Regions from separate parts of the Zea mays genome. Here regions 1 and 2 are each linked to region 3. Evidence: chromatin contacts called from public Hi-C data. All regions are on one chromosome and are shown on one strand. The core of a region is the stretch at or near the end of the contact, and the rest is flanking DNA. Distances in the headings are between cores, read along the strand shown.

Region 1 (4,685 bases), core at 1,977-4,476, 190 kb after region 3:
CGATCTCGCCTCGCCCGAGCCCAGCCTCGGGCAAAGGTAGCCGACCCCGGAGGATCCACGTCTCGCCCGAGGGCCCCCTCAAGCAACGGGCACACCTTCGGCTCGCCCGAGGCCCAGTCTTCGCAGAGAAGCAACCTTGGCCAGATCGCCATGCCAACCAACCGTATCGCAGGAGCATTTAATGCAAGGATCGCCTGACACCTTATCCTGACGCGCGCTCTTGAGTCGACAGAGCCGAAGTGACCGTAGTCACTTCGCCGCTCCACTGACCGGCCTGACAAGAGAACAGCGCCGCCTGCGTCGCTCCGACTGCTGTGCCACTCGACAGAGTGAGGCTGACAGCAGCTAAGTCCAGCCTCGGGCGCCCTAGGAAGCTCTGCCTCGCCCGACCCAGGGCACGGACTCAGCCTCGGCTCCGGAAGACGACGAACTCCGCTTCGCCCGACCGCAGGGCTCGGACTCAGCCTCGGCTCCGGAAGACGACGAACTCCGCCTCGCCCGACCCTAGGGCTCGGACTCAGCCTCGGCTCCGGAAGACGACGAACTCCGCCTCGCCTGACCCCAGGGCTCGGACTCAGCCTCGGCTCCGGAAGACGACGAACTCCGCCTCGCCCGATCCCAGGGCTCCGGAAGACGGTCTCTGCCTCACCCGACCCGAGGCTCGGACTCGACCTCGACCTCGGAGGAACCTCCGCCTTGCCCGACCTAGGGCTCGGACCGACCACGTCACAAGAGGGGCCATCATTACCCTACCTCTAGCTAGCTCAGGCTACGGGGAAAAAGACCGGCGTCCCATCTAGCTCGTCCCGGTAAACAAATAATGATGGCACCCCGCGTGCTCCATGACGACGGCGGCTCTCAGCCCCTTACGGAAGCAAGGAGACGTCAGCAAGGACTCAACAGCCCCGACAGCTGTCCTTCCGCAAGGCTCCAGCGCTCCTCCGAAGGCCACGACATCACATGAACAGGGTGCAAAAACCTCTCTGGCTGCCACGACGGCATGTACTTAGGGCTCTAGCTCCTCTCTGCTAGACACGTTAGCACACTGCTACATCCCCCATTGTACACCTGGGCCCTCTCCTTACGCCTATAAAAGGAAGGTCCAGGGCTCTCGTACGGGAGGGTTGGCCGCGCGGGAGAACGGGCCGACGCGTAAGTCTCTCGCTCTCTCTCCCACGCGGACGCTTGTAACCCCCTACTGCAAGCGCACCCGACCTGGACGCAGGACAACACGAAGGTTGCGGGTTTCCCCTTTTTGCCTGTCTCCTTCCCCCCTTCGTGCTCCGTCTCGTGCCGACCTATCTGGGCTGGGACACGCGGCGACAGTTTACTCGTCGGTCCAGGGATCCCCCGGGGTCGAAACGCCGACAATATATAACATACATTAAGTGTGGTATGAAACCATTAAAAAGGCAAAACAAATTTTAACTTGGGACAAATAGAGTATTTTTAGCATTCTCATTACTTTATCTTAGGATGTAGGATGCCACTGGTGTGTGCGCGTAGCGCTAGATATCGAGTCAGCTCGGCTCGACTAAACTCGAACTGACTCGTTAAGTTAACAAGCTGGTTCAGCTGGTTAAGAAACCGAGCCAGAGAATTATCTCGGCTCAGCTCGTTGGTGGGCTCGAGCTGGCTTGTTTAGATCGTGAGCCACAACAAAAAAAATAATATGCATATATATACAACAATATAATCAATTTTTCATTAATTCTAGATTAATTTGACGCTAGAAAAGAGTAATAGTACTCATAATTTCATATATCACATCAATTCAACATCAAATTAACGCATACCATCACTTATTAGTTTATCTAATATAAGTGTAGGTTTTGTTTTGCTGACAAACGCTAACTCGTTCGATCTGACATGCTAGCTTAGCTCGTGACAAAATTGTAACAAGTCAAGTTAAACCGAACTGAGCTAACCACGAGCAACGCGAGTTGACGAACAAGTATTTATATTTTATCTAGCACTATGGGTGCTCTTGTTTTTTTCCTTGTTGTGATTATAGATCCTACGAAGTGTCCAATAACGGGTGGTGGTCCAGATGAAGCAGGGAGAAGCTTTGTGGACGAACGCCAAGATACGAAAGCCCGTTAAGAGTTAGGTTGGCAACCATATTTTTTAAAAGCATTTGCATTTTACTAAAAGAAATTAGTTTATTTTCTCTTTTGCAGGGCGTTTGGAACCCTTTATTTTAGAGGAATTGAAATTCACTCAATAAAGTAACTTATTTAGTTTGGAATTTAACATTCCACCACTTTCCAAAGTTTATAAGTCTATCTCAAATTCATAGGTTAGAGGATCGGAAATGATTTTATGCACTAGTAGAATTTGTTTCTACTCTATAACTTATATGAAACTCTTCGTATCACTTCTCTATAGTAAAAATGTAGCACATAAATATCTCCGGCATCTTGCTAATAATATAATACAAATATATTTTACATAAAACTGAATTAGCTTAATTAATATATGCCTAAATTACTATTAATAGATTGGAATTCAATTCTAATGATCCAACGGGATGTTGGGGAAATAAGAATCTCTTGGAAAAATAGAGTTGTCAAACTAGCTCTAAAGAAGCTCGTTCCAAAGTTTGACAATTCTGGAAAGCTTCAATTTTTGTATTTGAGGAAACTTTGAACTCGGTAGGTAGAGTAGCCCCAAAACTAGGTTTTTCTTTAGCCGGGCCGGACCTGAGCATAACTTGACACGGTCTCCGACACAAAAAAAACTTTACTATGTGTTCTACATTACAGAGAATGATTTTTTCATCAGTGAACCTTGAATAGCTGGTTAGTGAGTAGGGCTTTTTCTTTGTTTCTTTACCCCCATGTTGGGCCATTTTCTGTACCTACTGTACAAAGGTGACCCCCGGCACATCTGGCAACAGGAGCCCAGGTAAGGCCCATGTCGTGGCATGGATGCGCAATGAAGTGAAAGTGAAACTGCTGCAGGGGTTGCGTTGCGGTGATGTTGCAGGCTGCGGGGACATCCGCCGCCGCCTCTACTGGCTACAGCACGTGGTACTGTGGTAGAAATCGTCACGGCTACCGGCTACAGTCCTCCGAGCTAATTTCCTTATTATGAAAGCGGCAAGGAAACGCGGCTTCCTAGCGCATCCACGTTAGAGCATTTTTCTACAGCCGCATGATCTCAATTGAATGGTCACGATCTCAATAAGACATACGACAGATCTCCAGATAGAGTAACTCCTCCAGATCCAACAGGGAATTCTAGACGCCGCCGGAAGGCACGAGGGGGCGGGGCGACGAGGGTATGGTCTCCTCCATCGCCTCCCTCCCTGCACGGAGCATTCCAGACGCCGCCTGAAGCCACGAAGAGGCCAACACGAGGAGGGTATGGTATCCTCCATCGCCTCCCTCCATCTCGCCCCCGAGGCGAATCGAGAGGCCTCGGTCCCCGCTAGTCCGGCGAGATCCGAGCGCGGCCAAATCGAGTCGGGATTCGTGGTAGCTGCAGCTCAGCGAGGCAAGATCCGGACGGCGAGCCGAGGAATCCACGCAGCGGCTAGCTCCAATAAACCCATGGCGCCACTGGCACGTGTTCTCCACTGATGGTGGACACCTCCACCTCCCCCAATTCCGCCGCTGCCGGCGGCGGCACCATCATCGACGACCTCCACGGCTTCCTCCGCCACGGTCTACACACCCACTCCTCCGTCCTCTGCGCCCACGCCTTCCTCTTCCGCCGTGGCCTCCTCCTCGGCCACCCCGTCCCCGCCGGCCTCCTCATCGCCTCCGCCTGCTCCGCCGCCTCAACGCCCGCTCACATCCTCCGCCTCATTCGCCACCTACCTCCTCCCCTACCGCTCTTCTCCCTCGATGCTGCACTCCGCGCCCTAAGCCCTCGCATCCCTTTCTCCGCCCTCCTCTCCCTCTTCGCGGCCCTCCTCCGCTCCCACCACCCGCTATTCCCCGACCACTTCTCCTTCCCGCCTCTCCTCTCTGCTGCCGCCTCTGCCACCTCTCCACGGGCAGCTCCTCCGCCGCGGCCTCCTCTTCTCTTCGCCGCCCCACGCTGCCAACGCCCTCTTCCACTTTTATGCCACTGCCGGCGGCATCTTGTCCGCCCGCTACCTGTTCGACGAAATGCCATTCAGGGACATCGCGTCCTGCAACACCCTGATGACGGCCTTAGCCAGAACACCCGGTGGCTTGGATGTCGCACGCCAGGTTTTTGAGGGAATGCACTTGAGAAATGTGGTGTCATGGAACGTCATGATTAACGGATACGTCAAGGCGAATCAGCCTGACAACCTGTGCGTTTTTGCGTCGTTTTGAGGATGATAACCTGTTGGGGCAGCCACATCATGTGCTAGCTCCAATCGAACGAACGAGCAAAGCAAGGGGGATAAGAACAAGCGAGCGAGCGAGCGAACGGACAGAAGTGGTAAGTCGGGCAAAAGCGGCGGGTCCCGGGATTTGATGAAAAAAAAACAACGGACAGAAGGGGGATTTGATTTGATGAAAAAAAACAACGCGCGCAAGGCGCGCATCAAACACTAGTAAGTGACAGCCGAGAACAGAATCCACAATCCAGGGCAAGCACGTGGTCTGGCTTAGAGATCGATTCGAGATCCTTTATCATATTTTAATTCAAATTCTATTACGAATACTATCAGATACGAATAGAAAACGGATAGTTCGAATTCAAAT
Region 2 (4,649 bases), core at 675-3,174, 240 kb after region 3:
GGTTCATTGTCATAGACACAACATCATATCAATGGACTAGTTTAAACATATAATTATGATACTATACATTGTGGAGAGTGTATCTTTCTAGCCGTATCATACTTTTCATCATATGTGGCATTTTTGGGTATTGTAGTATGATACTTTGACTAGGAATATGACTTAAGTGAAAAAAAAACTCAACAGACAGACTCATCATGAAGTGCCCATCTCGCACGCAAAAATTTTCATGCATAAAAAGTTTAGCTTGTGTACAACCCAAGTTAATACCTATCTTTTGAGCTATCATTAGAGCTAATACAATTATGATTTAGATACATTGTGTTGTGTGGATAGAGCCTTTTAGACCGTGTTTAGCAGTTTACCCAAAACACTGTTTTTGCAATGTTCTGTACTGTTCGCAGAGTAGAGTTTGAATATGCGTATGAGGATGAGTAAGCTGCTAGAGATAGTCTTAGGGTATATATGTACAAAGGGGTATCTAGAGAGGTAAGTACAGAAAAACACAAGATACTTATTTTGGTGAAGGAACATCTCTAACATGGTTCTCTATGTCTAAAATACAGTTACAACCACATAAATAAGTTGTTCCTTGAGGGGTTCTAGTGAATAAAATATAATGCTTAAATACATTTATATGAATGAATTTCTTAGATATATCTAGCGCTCGGAGAACCGTAACATAGATTATACATATCTCTAGCTATGTCTTATGCTTAGAAAACCGATACTTAGTCTTAGGATTGCACGTGCCCTTAGGACGGAGGGAGTACACTATACACATAACATTTATGTGATATTTATGGGACACCATAGATTACAATACACTCCTCCGTGCCAAAATAGTCAATTGTTTTTGAGAAATCAATCGTTTGCTATTTTGATCAGATATATACAAGACAGATACTATGATATAGACTTATTTGGAGTGATAAGTATTATTAAAGTTTTCTACGAATCTACTCAAAAATAACGCACCGACATAAATACCAAAGCAACAAACTATAGTCTAGGACAGAATGAGTACATGCATAGCCTATGACTATGAGTGCGTAACCCGATGCAAAGAAATTTGGCAGGCACGTCTACGTTAGAATATGATTGGATGTTTTGCGCTTTATTACGCAGCTAAAGCGGAGGGAAAACCTGTTTTAATTTCTAGAGGGGGAAAAAAAGCAAAAGTAAGATCTTCGCGTAGACTAATAATATAATCAGGCTAGTTAGTGACTATCATAACAAATCACATTACCCATATTGAGCAACGAAAACCGATCGCGCTAGCATCATTCGTCACCTCACCTGAACCCGCAGGTAGAGGCGTCGCACGAAGAAATCCTCCAGGCCGACGCAGATCGGCGCGTACCCCTGCATGAATTGAAGGCAGAGGCAATGCCGCCGGGATCAGGCCACCTACCACTACCACCTCAGAAAAGTTGGAGCAGCCAAATTTAAAACTGCTGCGGGACGAGATCTCTCTTTCTCTCTCCCCCGGCGCGCGGAGGAAATTAAACCGTCCGGGGTCCGGCCGACCTGCTTGACGTCGTCGTCCTTGTTGGGTCTGAAGCAGCCGAGCAGGTGGCGGAAGAGATCCCTGAGCTGGCCGAAGGCGAAGAGCAGCCCGTAGCTGAAGAGCGTGGTCAGCGCCGTCGTGTACGCCAGCCTCCTCGCCATCGTACGTCTTGGGTTCGTCCTTGCCGCCTCGCGCGCTCGCTCGCTCGCTCGCGGGATTCTTCTCTGTGAGGACTGGAATAGCAATGCGATGGAGTTGAGGAGGAGAATGGAATGAAGGAAGAGAAGGAAAGGAGGAGCAATGGATTACTTGCACTACTAGCCCCTAGCCTCCCCTATGCAAGTACAGGAGGCTGGCTGAGGCCGTACTGGTACCGGCGGCCTACCCGCCCGCTACTGTTCTAGTAGTTACTGGTAGACATTGCATTTATAAACAGGAGGAGGATCGGAAGTGCTGGAAAGCGCGCTTATCATTACGCAGCAGCAATCAGAAAGAGGTGGTATGGCGCCGCGCGACGCGGTGGACATGCACTGGCAGAGCCCCGCCGGCCGGTAGGTCGTGGACTCGTGGGTGCAGCGCTACATGTAACCTAGCTAGAGCCTAGTCGTACGTAAAACTCTGCTCGCAAGGACCGCACCGGTGTCCTCTGTCCTATGCGGGCGACCTCACCGCCGGTACAATTGCGAATGGGGCACATGTATAGATGTCCATATGGGCCAGATCCATCGGACGGCTGGAGGCCCGGCATGTCGATGGCCTAGTGCCGACTCGATCAATCACCCGAAACCACTCTCAAGTCTGCAGGGACGTAGTCACAACTCACCTTAGACCATTCTCGAGTGCGAGACGCATTCACGCCTCGTTCAAAACCAACCTCAAGCGGGAAACGCAGTTACGGCTCGCCCGAGATCATCCTCGGGTAGGAGATGCAGTCACAGCTTGTCCAAGACCAACCTCACACGAGCAGCGCATTTCTGACTCGCCCGAGACTGTCGGTGTTTTGGGTCCGACCGCGCACCCGGGATTGTCCCTCGAGGTGCTTTTTGGAGTAGGACGGTGTTACCGACTGTAGCTCGATGGTTCATGTCGAATGCACGAGAAACAGTAGACAATCTTGTACAGGTTCGGGCCGCTTTGAGATGCGTAATACGCTACGTCCTGGTGTGGATCTTTCACGTGATGGGTTACAAGGGAGTTCTCTAGTATGGGAGATGCTAGAGAGTTGAGTAGACGACTAAGGAGTGAGATGTTTTTGAGGGGATGCCCCCTAGGCTTATATACTCGACCGTGGGGCGTTACATGCGGATATGATAACAACGTGTGCCTAAGTAATAGTGAACCGACTGAGCCTATCTTCCTATAATTCTGCCGACTTATCGCCATTCAGTTCCGATGCCTGAGGATGCAGCGCGGGAAAGTCGGGTTACTGCTGTGGATGTTGCTCGAATCTGTTGGGCCGTCTGAGCTCAAGTTGATCCGATCTTGTGTTGATCCATTTCGCCAAGCGTTCCTCCCAGGCCCACGAAGGGATGGCCTTGCGAAACATCGGGCCCAGAGCCTTTCGTGAGGTATTCTAACCTTCTAGTGGACCCGGGGGATATATGTCCCCCACAAGCCCCCAATCTTTGAGTTGATTTTGAAATAATCGGCCCAAGGATTCTAGGTCCAGCTTGCTATTTTTGAATTGGATAAAGAATACCATGAAAAATGGGCTTATCGAGTTGTTGCTTCTGAGCTCTGAGTAACTTAGTGAAATCGATCTTCTATTACCCTCTACTGTCTTTATTCATCGATCTTCGCTTTATTCTTCAGAGGTCAATGCTTTGTCTCGTGCTTACGCCTTGGAGAACAACATTCTGCTCTCTGGGGTTCAGGATTTATTGGGTGCACCGAAGGTGCACCCAATGGGTGTAGCCCCCGAGCTTCGAGTGGATTACTGAAAATAATCCGCTCGAAGGTCTTCATCTCAAGTTTTTTTAGAAATCATTTTCATCTTCATCTCGTGCTTTAGAAATCAGCATTGTCTTGTCTTCATCTCAGGCTTTAGAAATCAGCATTTTATCATTAGTTCATGCTTTAGAGATCAGCATTCTATCTTTTGGGGTTGATGATTCATTAGGTGCACCAGAGGTGCACCCAATGGGTGTAGCCCCCGAGCTTTGAGTGGATTACTAAAAATAATCCACTCAAAGGTCTTCATCTCATGCTTTTTAGAAATCATCCTTTTATCTTCGTCGAATGCCTTAGAGTTCAGCATTATATTGCCAGCTTTATGCTTTAGAAATCAGCATACAGTTTTGTCTTTGAGATCAACAACACGGTCTACCCATGTCCTATTAGGTTTTGAAATTTATTTGATCTGCGACAAATTGGACATCCGGTAGATGGCTTTTGGCTGGTCTTCATTTCGCTTTGTGCTTCAATGCTCCTGTTGATTAGACTTGTACTTCATCAGCTATTTTTGTCTTTCCTCCGATCTCCATCGATATCTTCCTTCTGTCTTGATACATTCATTGCGTATACTGTATGGATGTGACTGCTTGGAAAATCTATTGAAAATTCCTGGACGTCCCTCCCCAATGGGTGTGGGCAAGGGACGGCTTGGTGCGCTGAGCGTTTAGCAAACTGCCCCTGAGTAGTAACTTGACGTGACCGCGGGTGTAATCATATCGTCCAAGCAGTTGACTTGAGTCCCAATGGGTGTCGTGTTACGTGAAACGGCGTCAGCCGCCTGACTTGTTTCCAGACGATTTGAATTGCTTATTGAATATTTGCGACTGTTCAGTGACCGTGGTAGGAGATGAGCGGTTGCCTTCTTCCTCTATAAATAGAGCGCTTGTTGCACTGGCGTCTTCACACATCTCTCTACCGCTTGTTGCTTACTCCCTTCTCTTCTCTTCCCTTCTACTCCCCCATGGGCAAGAGCAAGAAAGGCGGAAGCTCATCGCACCATTCCGGCGACAAGCGGAAGCGCGAGCCGACTCCTCCCTCGAAGGACTTTGGCGATTCCGAGTACTCGGAGGAGGAGTTCTCCTCCGAGTCCGAGGGGTCGCCAGTCCACGCCTCTCCCCCAGCATCGTCCGAGGTGTGGACATACATCTGGGCCGTCGAGCACTCCGGGCTCGAGGGCTCGGATGAG
Region 3 (4,738 bases), core at 942-3,441:
CACACTGTTCTTGTGCAGTTGGGGGGCAGTAGAAGCTAGTTACAAATTCGGCCGCACCATGATACCAAAAAGAAAAGACACAAGTGTAACAGGTGAACTTACCTGAGCCAATGCCTGAATTGAGATGGCCTCAAGCATGCCCTCCTGCAAGTAACTGGGAAAACCCTTCCTGCAGTTGAAAACACAAGGCATATGATGAGCACCTGCTTGAAGGGACATTCAGAAGTGATGACTTCTCCTGGCTAGCATGCATTGGGTGGTGAGTGCGTACTTGACTTGCGCAGGTATCTGAACAAGTATGCGATGCACGGAGTAGTCTAAGCATCCCGACGCCCTGAGCAATGAATCGACGACATCCTTCTTTGCGTCTGCAGAAGCAATCACAAAGTGTCATCACTACTTGACTGTTATTTGGATTGAGAAGGTACAGAAGTTACTAGGAGTGTCAAAATAATCATGGATGTCTACTTCAAAGAGATGAACAGACAGACCTTCTGCTACCTTCCTTTCACCACCACCTTGGCTGCTCTTTGGGATGAGCAATAGGTTAGCCTCAAACAACGCAAGCATGGCCATCATGTGGACCACCGAGAGCACCTCATACCACGCGCTCGCCAGACAACACTCCTGAATAAGAAAAAAAAACATCCTGTAATCCAATCAGTAGAGGCACCCAAATAATAACAGGAACTAAAACACTAGCAAAGGTGCCAGACTCTCGCCTGGTCGTCGTCTAAGGTCTTCCATCTGAACTGTACTGACGATTCAAGACGGCTCTCTGTTCAGACCAATCAGATTTACATTGTAATTCTTTGAGTGATTAACCATGAAGATTATACAGAAGAGATTCCTCAAAAAAAAAAAAACAAAGAGATTACACAGAAGTGAACAAGAAAAGGCTGGAACCTTTCGTTGTTAAACCAAGAACAACTGGCAAGTACTCCTCTAGCGCATGCTGCAGTTCTTGAACAGCTGATACGTCCGCGTGATCTTCGCATAGCATAGGGTCGCCAATTTCAAAACAGTAAATCAGAACCTTTTACAATAACCAAGCTCAGGCGGCGAGCAGAGCAGAGCTGAGCAGTAGTAACGACAGATCAGAGATGAACATACAGATTTCTTCAGCCAGCGAGGCGACATGGGCACGGAGTGTGGAGAGTCGGTCGACAAGATCCTTGGAAACTATTCCCCTGAGCGGATGAGCTATGTCAGAGGCCACTGGGATGCGGATGGTGGGCACGAACACGGCAACCTCCTGTATGACGCTCCGGCGCTTGCGCCCCTTCCCACCTATCGTGTACTTGTCGGGGATTGATGGGCCACACCCCATCTCTTTACAGTTTCTGGGTAGCAGTCGAATTCAGAGGAGCGGAGTTGCCATCAAATGTTTTGAAACCGCATGGAGAGTTTGAGATTGACTGACTGGCTGATAATTAACAACAGTGTGAATCGAATGAAGAGAGCAGAGTCACACGGAGAAAGAAAACAACGAACTAAACTCTCGATGCAGTGAACACAGAAAAGAAATAGACAATGAATCAAACTTCAAATACTTTCAGCTGGGGAGGGTCAACTAGACTCGAGCTCATCATACCATACAAGTTTTAGAATCATATCAAAGAATTCGACAGTATGTGTTAGTAAGTAACTGCAGGTATTTTGAACACGTAGTGGTCTTGTGGATCTGAGCCCCCACACTTGATCTGGAATACTGTACGGCAACTCGACTGAACTAAGAGTTCATGTTCAGCAAAGACGAACAGAACAGATCGGCAGAACGTACGGGGTTAGCAAAAGCAGCAACCAAGATGGATGAGCATCCTATCCAAGAACATCCAGCCAATCAAGAACATGAGGCACTCTCACTCCCCCAGCCCAGTGTACTTACAGAGTGACCCAGGAAGGTTGTTGGAGCCAAGAAACCTGACGAAGTTGACCCTGCGCTGCACATCCGGTATAAAAAGGTCACACGCCACAGGACCCCCCGGCTTTATAGCTGGAGAAACGGAGGGCAAAGCGAGACAGGGATTCGGGAAGAGCAGACGCAAATGGCTGCGGTGGCCCGGCCCTGGTCAGATCGGAGAGTGGGAGATCTTGGCATAATGGCATGTAGATACCGAGGAGGGAGGAGCCGAGGACGCGGGGCGAGAGCACATGGCGAAGCCACAGGAGCGGCACCCGCCTCCTCGTCCTCGCTCCCAAGTGGAGCCTGTACTGCTGCGACTAAACTATGGCCACCGTCGTGGGAGGAGTGCAACCGCCACTGCTATTAAATTAAGAAGCATCAATGGCGCGAGTTCAACGTCTTGTTCAGAACTGTCTCTCGCAAGTTTGATCGGAAATTTAATGCATTATGGTCATTTTCTCTTGAGTTTTGAACTTCGCTTCCAACAAATTAGGTGGACCGTTTTTTTTCCAGTGGGGCACTAATTTTCTTTATTCAAGGTACAAATTAGTTCAACCTCATAATATATACTACATGCATCCTTTTTTATTCGACGTCAAATAGTGTAAAATTGAACTACAAAACGTGAAATAATAAAAATGAAGGGAGTAGTTTGTAGGCTGTCTCCAACATTCTCCCCCATATCTCCCCCAACTTCATATTCTGTGTACTATAGGGAAACAACCGTGGCAACGTTTCCGTCATGGCCCTCATGCCCTCATGGCAGGAGAGAGGCATAGCTCTATAGAGGAGCTCTAATCTTCCTTGTTCTTTAATTACTTCATTTTCTCGATATTTGAAGGGGTGCTCACTTTTAGGGATGGATATCGAGCCAGCTCGGCTCGTTATGGCTCGTTAATGTAACGAGCTAAATAACAGCTGGCTCAGCTCGGCTCGTTAGAAAGCTCGAGCTAGTTCGTTAGGCTCGCGAGTCACACAACTAAATACAAAGATCTATATACATAAATATATATATAACTGAAAAATCATATTTTAAGTGTTTAACACTACAAACCCAAAACCTTTATAATATTATTATCATAACATCGTCCTAGCGCTTCTAACTTTTAATATTAAATTAAATAACCAAATATGTACTGACTTACTGATTTATAAACCTTATTATAAGATAGCAATAAGCATCATTATAAAGTAATTCATCATCCATTCCACAAATATGTAACATTTTATTGCACAACACTAACACCATATGATGCTAGAAACGAAGTTCACGAAACCATAACCAATAATCAAATATTAAATATTCAATGTCGGTATGTAGCCATGCAATAATGCAAATATTTAAGCACATGACACATTCACATATGTCCACGTTACAGATCATAACTACGAGAAAACAAGACTACGAGAGATGAGACGACACGAACGACTAGACAAACTTGTGTTGTGGCTTAGCTCGTTTGGCTCGCGAGCTAGCTCACGAGCTAACCCGAGCTGGCTCATTAGAGAACCGAGCTAGAATGCTAGCTTGACTCACTATAAAATTAAAATGAGCCGAGTCGAGCCGAACTACTAACGAGCCGAGTCGAGCGAGTTACAGAGCCCACGAGTATTTCGTCTAGCCCTACTCACTTTCAGAGGTGCTCAATGCAACAAATGCAGCTGATGGTGTCATTCAACGTCCTCAGCAATGTGATGAAGCTAGCCCATCATAGAATGCCTCCCACAAAAAATCCAAAAGCAAAGCTGGGAGCAAGAAAAGAAGCCAGACATGAGGGCCAAAGAGCCCAGTACAGAAGTAGGGATTCTGAACTCTCCCTTGCCGCTGTTGTTATGCAAGCTTGCAGTATTTAGGGCCTGTTTGGTTTAATGACTAACTTGCCACACTTTGCCTAACTTTTCTGCCTAAGGTTAGTTCTTCAATTCGAACGACTAACCTTAGGCAAAGTGTGGCAGGTTTAGCCACGAACTAAACAGCCCCTTAGTCTACTGTTTAAATCGTCATCATGATAATGTTTAGCTAGATCCTTTTTATGTTACTATTGTCTGGGTTGGGCGTTGCCGTATTTTAGATAATCTTAATGCCTCGGCCGAAGATTTTATGCGTGTCTAAGTTTATAAGTAACATGTTAAATGATGGGATATTCCACGCACTAGTACAATTTGGCTCTATACAAGCGGTAGGCTTTTTACATCCCAGGCGGTTCGGATAGAAAACCGCCTAGGATGTCCCAGGCTATTCGGACCGACTGTGATGTATTAGTATCACAAGCGGTCCGAAATACAAACCGCTTGTGGTGCTCGATTTGTTTCACAAATGGTCCGTAATGAAAAAATCGCCTGTGATGCACTACTCGTATCACAAGCGGTTCTCAATTAGAACCGATTATGATTTGATTACCATATTAATATTTTAATTTTTAACAAAAAAAATGCAAATACAATTTAAATGAATTTTAATAGCACACATAGATAACTAGAGAGATTTTAAATTAATTCGCAACCACAATGCATAGTCGATCATACATGCTAACAAATACAATTTGATTCATACAATTTTTCATAAACTACCATTTTTCCGCATGTATGGCTTTAAGTTCTTATCAATTTTCTTTTCCACACGCTTGATTCTCTCTGGACTGTTAAAGACGAACATCTCTTCATACTTATTGTATTTTCATCTCCGTCTCCCACATTCTCAACTCCAACAATTTTTTGCTTTCCAGAAATAACTACATGCATCTTCTCATCTGCTAGATCGAGTACATAGAACACTTGTGCAACACATTCAGCGAGAACCCACGGGTCATCTTTATATCCTACTTTCTTTAA

What was found. A called contact is a pair of places that touch in the nucleus more often than the background predicts.
Region 1: a contact with region 3 is called in a Hi-C map of ear, with 5 times the contacts expected there. The contact joins the promoter of LOC100193985 here to the promoter of LOC100383322 in region 3. A contact is called at or near these places in 3 of 25 Hi-C or Micro-C datasets (ear, leaf and tassel).
Region 2: a contact with region 3 is called in a Hi-C map of tassel, with 3 times the contacts expected there. The contact joins the promoter of LOC103652945 here to the promoter of LOC100383322 in region 3. A contact is called at or near these places in 3 of 25 Hi-C or Micro-C datasets (bundle sheath, ear and tassel).

The regions. Positions count from the first base shown.
Region 1 is chr4:23,806,609-23,811,293 of Zm-B73-REFERENCE-NAM-5.0, forward strand. It overlaps LOC100193985, which reads left to right and starts at 3,227. Exons shown (of 1, transcript NM_001139051.1): 1 at 3,227-4,496. The coding sequence starts at 3,584. The coding sequence ends at 4,210.
Region 2 is chr4:23,856,236-23,860,884 of Zm-B73-REFERENCE-NAM-5.0, forward strand. It overlaps LOC103652945 (long chain base biosynthesis protein 2a), which reads right to left and starts at 1,925. Exons shown (of 13, transcript XM_020552482.3): 1 at 1,820-1,925; 2 at 1,531-1,743; 3 at 1,300-1,365. The coding sequence starts at 1,671.
Region 3 is chr4:23,617,992-23,622,729 of Zm-B73-REFERENCE-NAM-5.0, forward strand. It overlaps LOC100383322, which reads right to left and starts at 2,192. Exons shown (of 12, transcript NM_001175980.2): 1 at 1,889-2,192; 2 at 1,114-1,343; 3 at 907-990; 4 at 723-778; 5 at 492-627; 6 at 272-368; 7 at 103-169; 8 at 1-4. The coding sequence starts at 1,330.